Linked DNA regions of Mus musculus: region 1 is linked to region 2. The links are chromatin contacts, called in public Hi-C maps. All regions are on one chromosome and are shown on one strand. The core of a region is the stretch at or near the end of the contact, and the rest is flanking DNA. Distances in the headings are between cores, read along the strand shown. Region 1 has its middle 9.7 kb from the start of Gm39352. Region 2 overlaps Coro2b (coronin, actin binding protein, 2B).

Evidence for each region. A called contact is a pair of places that touch in the nucleus more often than the background predicts.
Region 1: a Hi-C map of cerebellum shows a contact between it and region 2, with 2.6 times the contacts expected there. The contact joins two enhancer-like sites. A contact is called at or near these places in 2 of 15 datasets of contacts at CTCF or cohesin (embryonic stem cells and pro-B cells), 82 of 484 Hi-C or Micro-C datasets (the 3T3-L1 cell line, the 63-12 cell line, the AML12 cell line and 54 more), 15 of 115 datasets of contacts at active chromatin or transcription factors (T-cell acute lymphoblastic leukemia, acute myeloid leukemia, astrocytes and 9 more) and 3 of 9 other capture datasets (embryonic stem cells, liver and pancreatic islet).

The regions. Positions count from the first base shown.
Region 1 is chr9:62,548,976-62,552,957 of GRCm38.p6, forward strand. No RefSeq gene overlaps it. Among named protein-coding and RNA genes, the nearest start is that of Gm39352, 9.7 kb to the left of the region's middle. Within about 2 kb of position 1,851, at least 32 of the 459 cell types and tissues checked have an H3K27ac peak or open chromatin away from gene starts, as enhancers often do. A contact at or near this core is called in cerebellum, where this site is marked.
Region 2 is chr9:62,450,217-62,454,204 of GRCm38.p6, forward strand. All of the region lies in intron 3 of Coro2b (coronin, actin binding protein, 2B), which reads right to left. Among named protein-coding and RNA genes, the nearest start is that of Gm40523, 37 kb to the left of the region's middle. Within about 2 kb of position 1,980, at least 59 of the 459 cell types and tissues checked have an H3K27ac peak or open chromatin away from gene starts, as enhancers often do. A contact at or near this core is called in cerebellum, where this site is marked.

The sequences.
Region 1 (3,982 bases), core at 601-3,100, 99 kb after region 2:
GGGGAGGAGCTGGACTTCTGGTTTATCGTCTGTTTGCTGTTGCCGTAACAGAATACTACAGACTGGGTAGTTTATGAACAGAAAAGGTTTATCTGGCTCAGAAATTGGAGCACTGAGAAGTTCAGAGCCTGGTGGTATCTGGTGAGGGCCATACCAGTCACAAAGCACTGCAGGACATCACCCAGTGAGAGGACCTTCATGTCCTAATTCAGAGCTCCGTTCCTTTTTTTATATAGCCACGTCCATTCAACCGTCGGACAAATGCTCCCTCTGGCTATAGGACTCCATTAACTTTATCTTCCCCCAAAGGTCCCACCTCCACGAGTTACAGTCAAATTGGTTTCTCTCCTCTTAATTTATTAATTAATTAATACCTCACAATGGAGATAAAATTTCGTTGATGGAACGCTTACCACGAGTTGAGTTGCTGTTGAGTGAGTGCTGTTTAGACCTCTGTCTCTGTACTGACCTTCCATTTAGCTGGTCCATGTGCTATTGATGATGAGACATCACTATTCTTAACTATTGTAGATATGTCTTGGGTTTTTGTCAATATTTACCTATATTGGGGGGGGGGTCCGCTGTCCTGCATTTATACGGTCATTAAATCTTCTGATAGATTGACCTTTTATCAAGATAGAGCAGTCTCTCTTGTCTCTGTAATAATTTTAAATTTAATGCCATTTACAAATATCGGTTATTATTTGTGAGGAATACTTTTATTTATCTTTTTATTGTATCCTTCTTGTGTCTGTAGCAGGCTTCAGTGTACACTTACCAGGTAATCAAATAAAAACACGGGCTGTTTCGTTATATTTGAATTTCAAAGACGGGAACAGTGAGCAATTGTTTTAGTGCAAGAACTTTCCATACAACAGGTGTGGTTCAGTTATGTTAGAATTTTTACAGTCTAACTTCTCTGTCTCAACATCTCAGTTGATTCCCCCGCTTCCAGATCTACAGTCCTTGAAGCTGTGCTAGCCTAGCTCTTGTGCTGGTGACCGGTGCCGCCAAATCCAGAAGAATGTGGCCGGTGCGCCCTCTGGTGGACATATCTTGGAACTACAACTCCAGAGTCGGAAAGCCTTGTGCAGAGCACGGATTGATGTCCCACTATTGCTGTTTTCCATGAGAACCTGAAAGGTCCCTGCAGATACTGCAAACCGAGGGAAAGAACCAGACAGAAGGGCTTAGGAGCATCTCCCCACATGCAGACCTTGCATCTTCACACATGAGCATGCGGGGATTTGGCAGGCCAGTAGCTGGTCTTGAATCCGCTGGCGCTCTCCAAATTACCCATACACTGCTGGGGTCTCTGAAGATTCTGTAAGAAAGCTCTAGAATTTTCAAAGCAAAAAACTTCAAGGTTTCTAATTCTGGAACCAGGCTGTGGCTCTTCCTGCAACTGGGCAAATCTGCTGCAAGGATATTTTTTTCCCCTGAAGCAGGCACTCTGTACAAAGCCCGCTCAGTCGGTGTTTATCTAACAAAACTGAAGATGACAGACAGGGTAGGGAAGAAGAGTACATTACTAAGTGGCAGAAGGGGCCATGTCCCCATGGGTCACCTCAGCAACAGAGGCTTGGGGGAATGAGAGCTGCCTCTTCTAGTATTCTGATGGCTTTATAATAAACAGGCAGGTTTCCCTCAGCTGAGCCCACTCCTTCTCTAGGTCCCTCTGGTTGCTCATGTGGGAAATCCACCTGCCTCCAGAGCCTTCTCTGGCCCCGTAGAGGTGGGAGCTGCAGAAGATGGGGTACCAGCTGTCCTCCACCAACACCTTTATTGCTCAGTGGGCAGGTTGGATCGTGACACTCTCACCCCGCCCCCTGCAGGCCAGGGGAGGAGATCGCAGGCCTGAAGTCACCAGGAGTGAGTCACCTGATGGAGTCTGCCCTGTGTCTGCGTGCCAGGTCCTGGGCAGAGCTGACATTCTGTTTGGTGGGTAGCTTCCTTCCCCACAGTGCTCGAAGGTTGTTCTGATAGCAGAGGAGGGCGCAGGGCTGGCCGCAGGCCTTTCTGTCACTGACAGGGACTGAGGCCGGAGAATCAGGCAGATGGCCGAGGGTGATTGGTCTGTGCTGTGGAGCTGAAGCCAATGCGGGCAGCAGAGCTCCTTTGGCACAGGCACACAGTTCTGCCCTGGTACCCACAACAGTGTCACTGGACCTTCTGGAGACAGGGTCTTTGGAGATGGTGTCGTTGGTTGGCCTTAGGCCTGGGGAGAGAGTGGACGCCCTTGCAGAGGAAGGGAGGGCCAGCTGAGCCTGCTCTAGACTGGATGGTGTAGAAAACGCTGCCCACTGTTCAGATCCTCTGCCCGCCAGTGGGGTGGGCCTGGGAGTCTCCATTGGACACTCAACTCTTGTCACTGGGGTGTGGGGTGTGGCAGTTTGGAGTCAGGCCTGGCTTTCGGTCCCAGCCCTGCCGTTTACTGGCTGGCATCTGATTTCAACAAGGATATTTTGGTTAACCAAATTTGTTTTCTATAGGTTGAAAGTTTGTCTGCTTATCGTAGAAAATGTGGTAAAATTCGGAAAAACCACAAAGGAACAAAACAAAAACAAACAAACAAACAAAAAAGACAAAAACACCAAAGCCTGGAAATGAGAGCGAGTTGAGGTTTCCTTCTACAACTTGTTTTTTAAGGTTTTTTGGTAAGGTTTTATTGTTCATTTCTTGGGGGTGTGGATCCTGCAAGAACTCACATCTTGGAGGTCAGAGGTCAACTCCTTGCATTCTGTGGTTTCCATCCCAGACGCCTCCCCAGGCTTGGCTGAAAGCGCCTGTCTGGTGAACCAACTGGACAGTGGCTTTGTTACAGTTGTCAGGGTTGAAATCAATACTGTGTGATATAAGGATGCAACATTGTAGATGCATCCTCCACTCACTACAGGTTTTTGTTTTTTTCCAAATCTCTCTTGTTTGTTAAGACAAGATGGCAGGCCATCTTCAAAGTCACCGTTTAAGCAAGGATGACCCTGAACAGAGCTATGCACCACCATGCCCACCTCAGACTCTTCTTTTTGGGGGTTCATAATATTCTTTTCTCTAAGCAGCTATAATAACCCTCAATGTTGCCCTGTTGTTAAATAAGTTGTTTCAGTTTTGGCAACTACAAACACTGCCCCATGTTCATCTCTGCACATAGATATTCTGTTCTGTTCTGTTCTGTTTTTTTGTTTGTTTGTTTTTTGTTTTGTTTTGTTTTGTTTTGACAGGGTTTCTCTGTGTAGCCCTGGCTGTCCAAGACTGGCTGTGTAGACCAGGCTGGCCTCCAACTCAGAGTTTTGCCTGCCTCTGCCTCCCAAGTGCTGAGATTAAAGGTGTGTGCCATCACACCTGCCTCTGTTTATTTCTTTAGGATATGTTGCAAACATTGAAACTACTGAGTAAAAGGAGTTTGTTTGTTTGTTTGTTTGTATACTTGAGACAGGACAAGACATGTCTTAGGGTTTTATTGCTATAAAGAGACACCATGACCAAGGCAGCTCTTATAAAGAACCACATCTAATTGGGGCTGGCTTACAGGTTCAGTCCATTATGGTCATGGTGGGAAACATGGCAGTGTGCAGGCAGGCATGGTGATGGAGAAGGAGCTGAGAGTTCTACATCTCGATCCGAAGGCAGCAGAAGGAAACCATGTGACTTCAACTAGCTTGAGCTCATATAACCCCAAAGCCTCCCTCCCAGTGACACAACTCCTCCAACGAGGTCACACCTTCTAATAGTGCCACTTCCTATGACCAAGCATTCAAAATGTCTGTGGGAGCCATACCTACTCAAACTATCACACAGCGTCTCACTCTATAGCCCCGGTTAGCCTAGAACTCACTGCTTAGACCAGGCTGACCACCAATTCACAAGGATCCACTTGCCTCCTCCTCTGCTGGGATTAAAGGTGTGTGCCCCTATACCTGGTGGGAGAGAGTACTTTCTTAGGGTGGAAAATTTTAAGTTACTGTCCAGTTTACCAGTTCAC
Region 2 (3,988 bases), core at 730-3,229:
ACCTAGCTTCACTAACAACCTTACTTTTCCAAATGTTTTCTAAGGGTGGAAGACATCGCTGACAATCTACATCTCTGAGTTCTTCTCTAGGGTGGTGACAGAATTACAATCTGCTCCAGCAGCAGTGCCTGAAAGAAGTCAAGCATCAGGACTGCGAATGCCAGAGATACTGCCCAGGGAGGGCCTGGACGCCTCCTTAGAGGTTTCATACAATTCCTAGATGAAGAGGGATATGAGGGCAGCAGGCAGAGCAGAGCCCCATAACAGCATGAAGTCCTCAGGACACGTGGCCCTCGGGCTGTGACACACTGAGGCTCACCCATGTGGCTGTGGTAAGCCGTGGGCTGCACTCCATGAGTTCTAAGGCCATCTGTCTGTCCTCCTGCATGGCCTCCTGCAGGAAAGGACCAAGACCAGCAAAGGCTTCTTGGGGATGATGTTCCTAGCCCTGGTAGGAAACACTGTGTCTGGTATACCTGTGAACCTCCTAGACCGGCCTCTGTATGTATGCTGCACAGTGAGTTGACCCTTCAGGCTGGAATGGGCTGGTGGAGGAAGTTCAGGAGAACTTATGGCAGGAAGGCCAGTCAGAGGCTCCTTAAACACGGGCTGCAGGGCCAGGTGGGGAGGACTCTTCTGCATGTCTGAATGCTCAATGCCCAACTCGGGACACACAGAGAGTGTGCAATGGATCCAGACTGTTAGCCTGCCATGGTTCTGGGCCTCAGTTTTGTCCCCTATAGAAGCAAGGCCTTGGCGAGGCAGCAGGGCAGGAGTCTGGAAAGCTGCTTGCTACAGACTCCTGATGTAACCTCGGGTTCGGGGTCCAGCTCTTCAGGAGCAACTGAGCTTCGCCCTGGGCCTGTGGGCTCCAAGGCTAAAGTCCTAAGTACTGCACAGGTGTGAGCAGAAACCAGCGGGCTAAGGAGGCTCTGAGCCTGGCTTCTAGCAGGCCTGGCAGCTGCTGAAAAGCTTAGGTCCTCCCCTATCTCAGACTTAATCACCTGTCTACATCAGCAGCCTCCATCCAGGTGACCGGAGCCTTATGTCCCCCCAAAAGCTGGCTGAGGCCCCTTCAGACCCCCACCCCCATCCCCTGGATCCCAAAGGATCCTTGGATGGTTTGAGAAGCTCCGGCGGCAGAGTTAAGCTCACCCTGCCTTTCCTCCTTTATCTGTCCCAACCTCCCTCTGCAACCCTCTCTCCTGCTTACTCCCCGGTGACATCACCCACAGCTCCAACCAAGCTGGAGGACTCGCCTTTTCTTAGGCACCCTGCTTACTCCCTCCAGGCCTTGTTCTAGGCCAGGACTCTTCTTGGGTTCACTTTAACCCTTTCTCTTCTGGTTGAAGTGTAACCGTACTGACAGGAATGAAGCTATCCTAAAGAAACTTGTGCCCTCTTTCTGGTTATTAGACTGTTAAGAAAATGGCTCCTAACAAATTGGAATCCCCATAGGAATCTCATGTTGGGAGAAGCAAGAGTCTGAAACCTAGCGCCAGCCGTGAGTGGGTGGGGGTGGGGAGCTTATCTCTTCTATTTTTGGTTGTGAGCCCAGCCTTTAACTAAGGGCTGAGCCATCTCTCCAGCCCCGGGGAGCTTATCTCAAGGAAAGGTTTCATACAGTTTCCACAGCTTGTTTGGTCACCTTGAAGAAGAGACTGGAAGCCAGCATTGATGGGCCAGTGATGGACAGGACCATAGCTCACCAGGAATGCTATCTGAATAAATAATTTACCAAAGAAGTCTCCTTTCTCTGTGTTTCACTATTACCTTGTCTGTTTAATTGTTTAATTGAGGATGGGTGGCCCAGGCTCTCGCCCTAGTGAACAAACTCCCAGTCTTCCAGGACCAGCCCTCCCACGTTCCCTCCTCTGTATCTGGGTCTTCATTAGCTCCTCCCTCTTGTCTGTGCCCACAGCCTTTGTGGAGTCCTGACTCATCTCTATGTGTCTGTGGGCTCTGCCTCCCTGCTGGGGCTGTCTGCAGAGCAGGACTGAAGCAGCAAGCACCTGTGAGGTGCCAGGCACAGCGGTATGCATGGGCTTCTTCATATCCTGGTCACTATGCTGAGGAGGGCCCTGCTATTACTGCCTCTGAGATGAGCAGAGCCAGGGTCCGGAGAGGCGAAGCCATATGCCATTGGGCACCCAGCTAAGCAGCGGCACCGACGTCTCATCTCAAGGCCACCAGATTCCACAGTAGAGACTTTGGACCCCAGCATCCCATCAGGCTGTCCACCAGTGGGTACCGATCATGTGACTCCTGTAGCAGGGCTGAGCCTTGAGTTTGTCTGACCACACACCATGCATGTCTTGTGCATTGGCTACATCCAGGAGTAGGGAGCAACAGCAGATGGAGGAAGAGGCTGAGCTAACACAGGCCGGTCCTCCTGATTGTCTTTCCCTTTCCCAGCTGGGTCTTACGCTGTCCCTTCGTGCGCTGCCTGCCTCCCAGGGGGAGAGTGCATGTGGAGTCCTGAGGCCAGAGTGCATACAAGAGCCCAGAATCTCAAGACTGTCTGCTCACTGCTGGCTGGTGAGTCACTCAGCCCTTCCAGTAGGCTGGGACAGAGACAGATGCAGTCCTTGTCCTCCTGGGCTCCCTAGGTGGGGAGCAGCCTTGCCTGCCCTGAGCTTGCTGAGCCCTGAGCCTTTCTCCAGTTGACCATCATGTTTACCAGGCACCAGGAGCTCCATCTGCCTCCTTCCCAGCCTGGGGAGCAGCCAGTGATTCCTTGGGCTCTGTGGCCTTTCCTGGATCCACCTCCTGTCCACACATCTGCAGCTCTAGTCTTCCTGTGACCTGGCCCCTGATAGCTGTCCTGTGGTCACTTGGGTCCTGAAGCTGCTGAAGAAAGTAACAAAGCCAATAGAGTTCCTTCCCCACTTCCATTCACTGTCCCCACAGACATTTTCTGCCCTCAGGAATCTTTCTAGCCAGCCAAGCCCTGTCTGCTTTTCCAGTGCACCCTCCATCTCTTTGTTATGTAAGTTCTGAGCCTGCGATCTGATCTCACTCTCCACTTGGGAATTCATGGAGATGTTACTGTCTGTTTCTCCTTTTCCATCGTAATTATTCATTATCTATCTATCTATCTATCTATCTATCTATCTATCTATCTATCATCTATCATCTATCTAATCATCCAACTTTATATCCAGCCATTCAACCATCTCTCTATCAGTCATGCATCCAGACATCTAACCATCCATCCATGTGTGTATTCTTCGGTCTGTGCACATATCTAACTCGAGTTTTTCATTCAGTTCACAGCAAGAGGGTTTGTTTGTTTGTTTGTTTGTTTGTTTTAGATATGAGGTCTTGTGTTAGATGCCAGGGACTCAGAGCCAAATGGGCCATGCTCTCTTCCTTCTGGAGTTCAAGGTCCAGCTGGGGAACACAGGGAGACAGCTCTGAAGTTGTTTCCAGTTCTAGTATCCTGGGCTCATAACCTGTCCTCCGACTACGCCAGTGAGCACTAGGTAACCAGTGGCCTGGCTGGAGAGCAGAGGCTCCTTCACTTGGGAATAGAGGGAGCTCTTGTATCAGCTTGGCTGAGTCCTACTCTGTTCCATTGCCCCTCTGAGGCAGCTACACTGAGGAAGGATAGACAGGAAGCTGCACTGATGTCTGTGTCCCTGGATTTTCCAGTCGTTTTCTACCTTCATCTCTGGGGATTGAACTCGGGTCCTCATGCTTGCTCAGCAAGCCCTTAACCAAGTTGAGCAGTATCTCCAGTTTCTGCTCTTCCCTCCCATCTCCAGCTCCCTCTTCTCTCCACCCATCCGCTCTCGCCTCTGCTCTCTCTCCTATTTACTTCATCTTCCCACGAGGGGTAGAACGTGGAAAGTTGGGATTCAATATCCCCAAAGTGACCCTTGTCACCACAGTCCTTGAAGCCGCAGCTCCCAGATGATAAATGATGGGACATTTACCATGTGAGCCTGAAATGCTCAGGAGCCCTCCTCCCCTTGCTTCCTCTCCT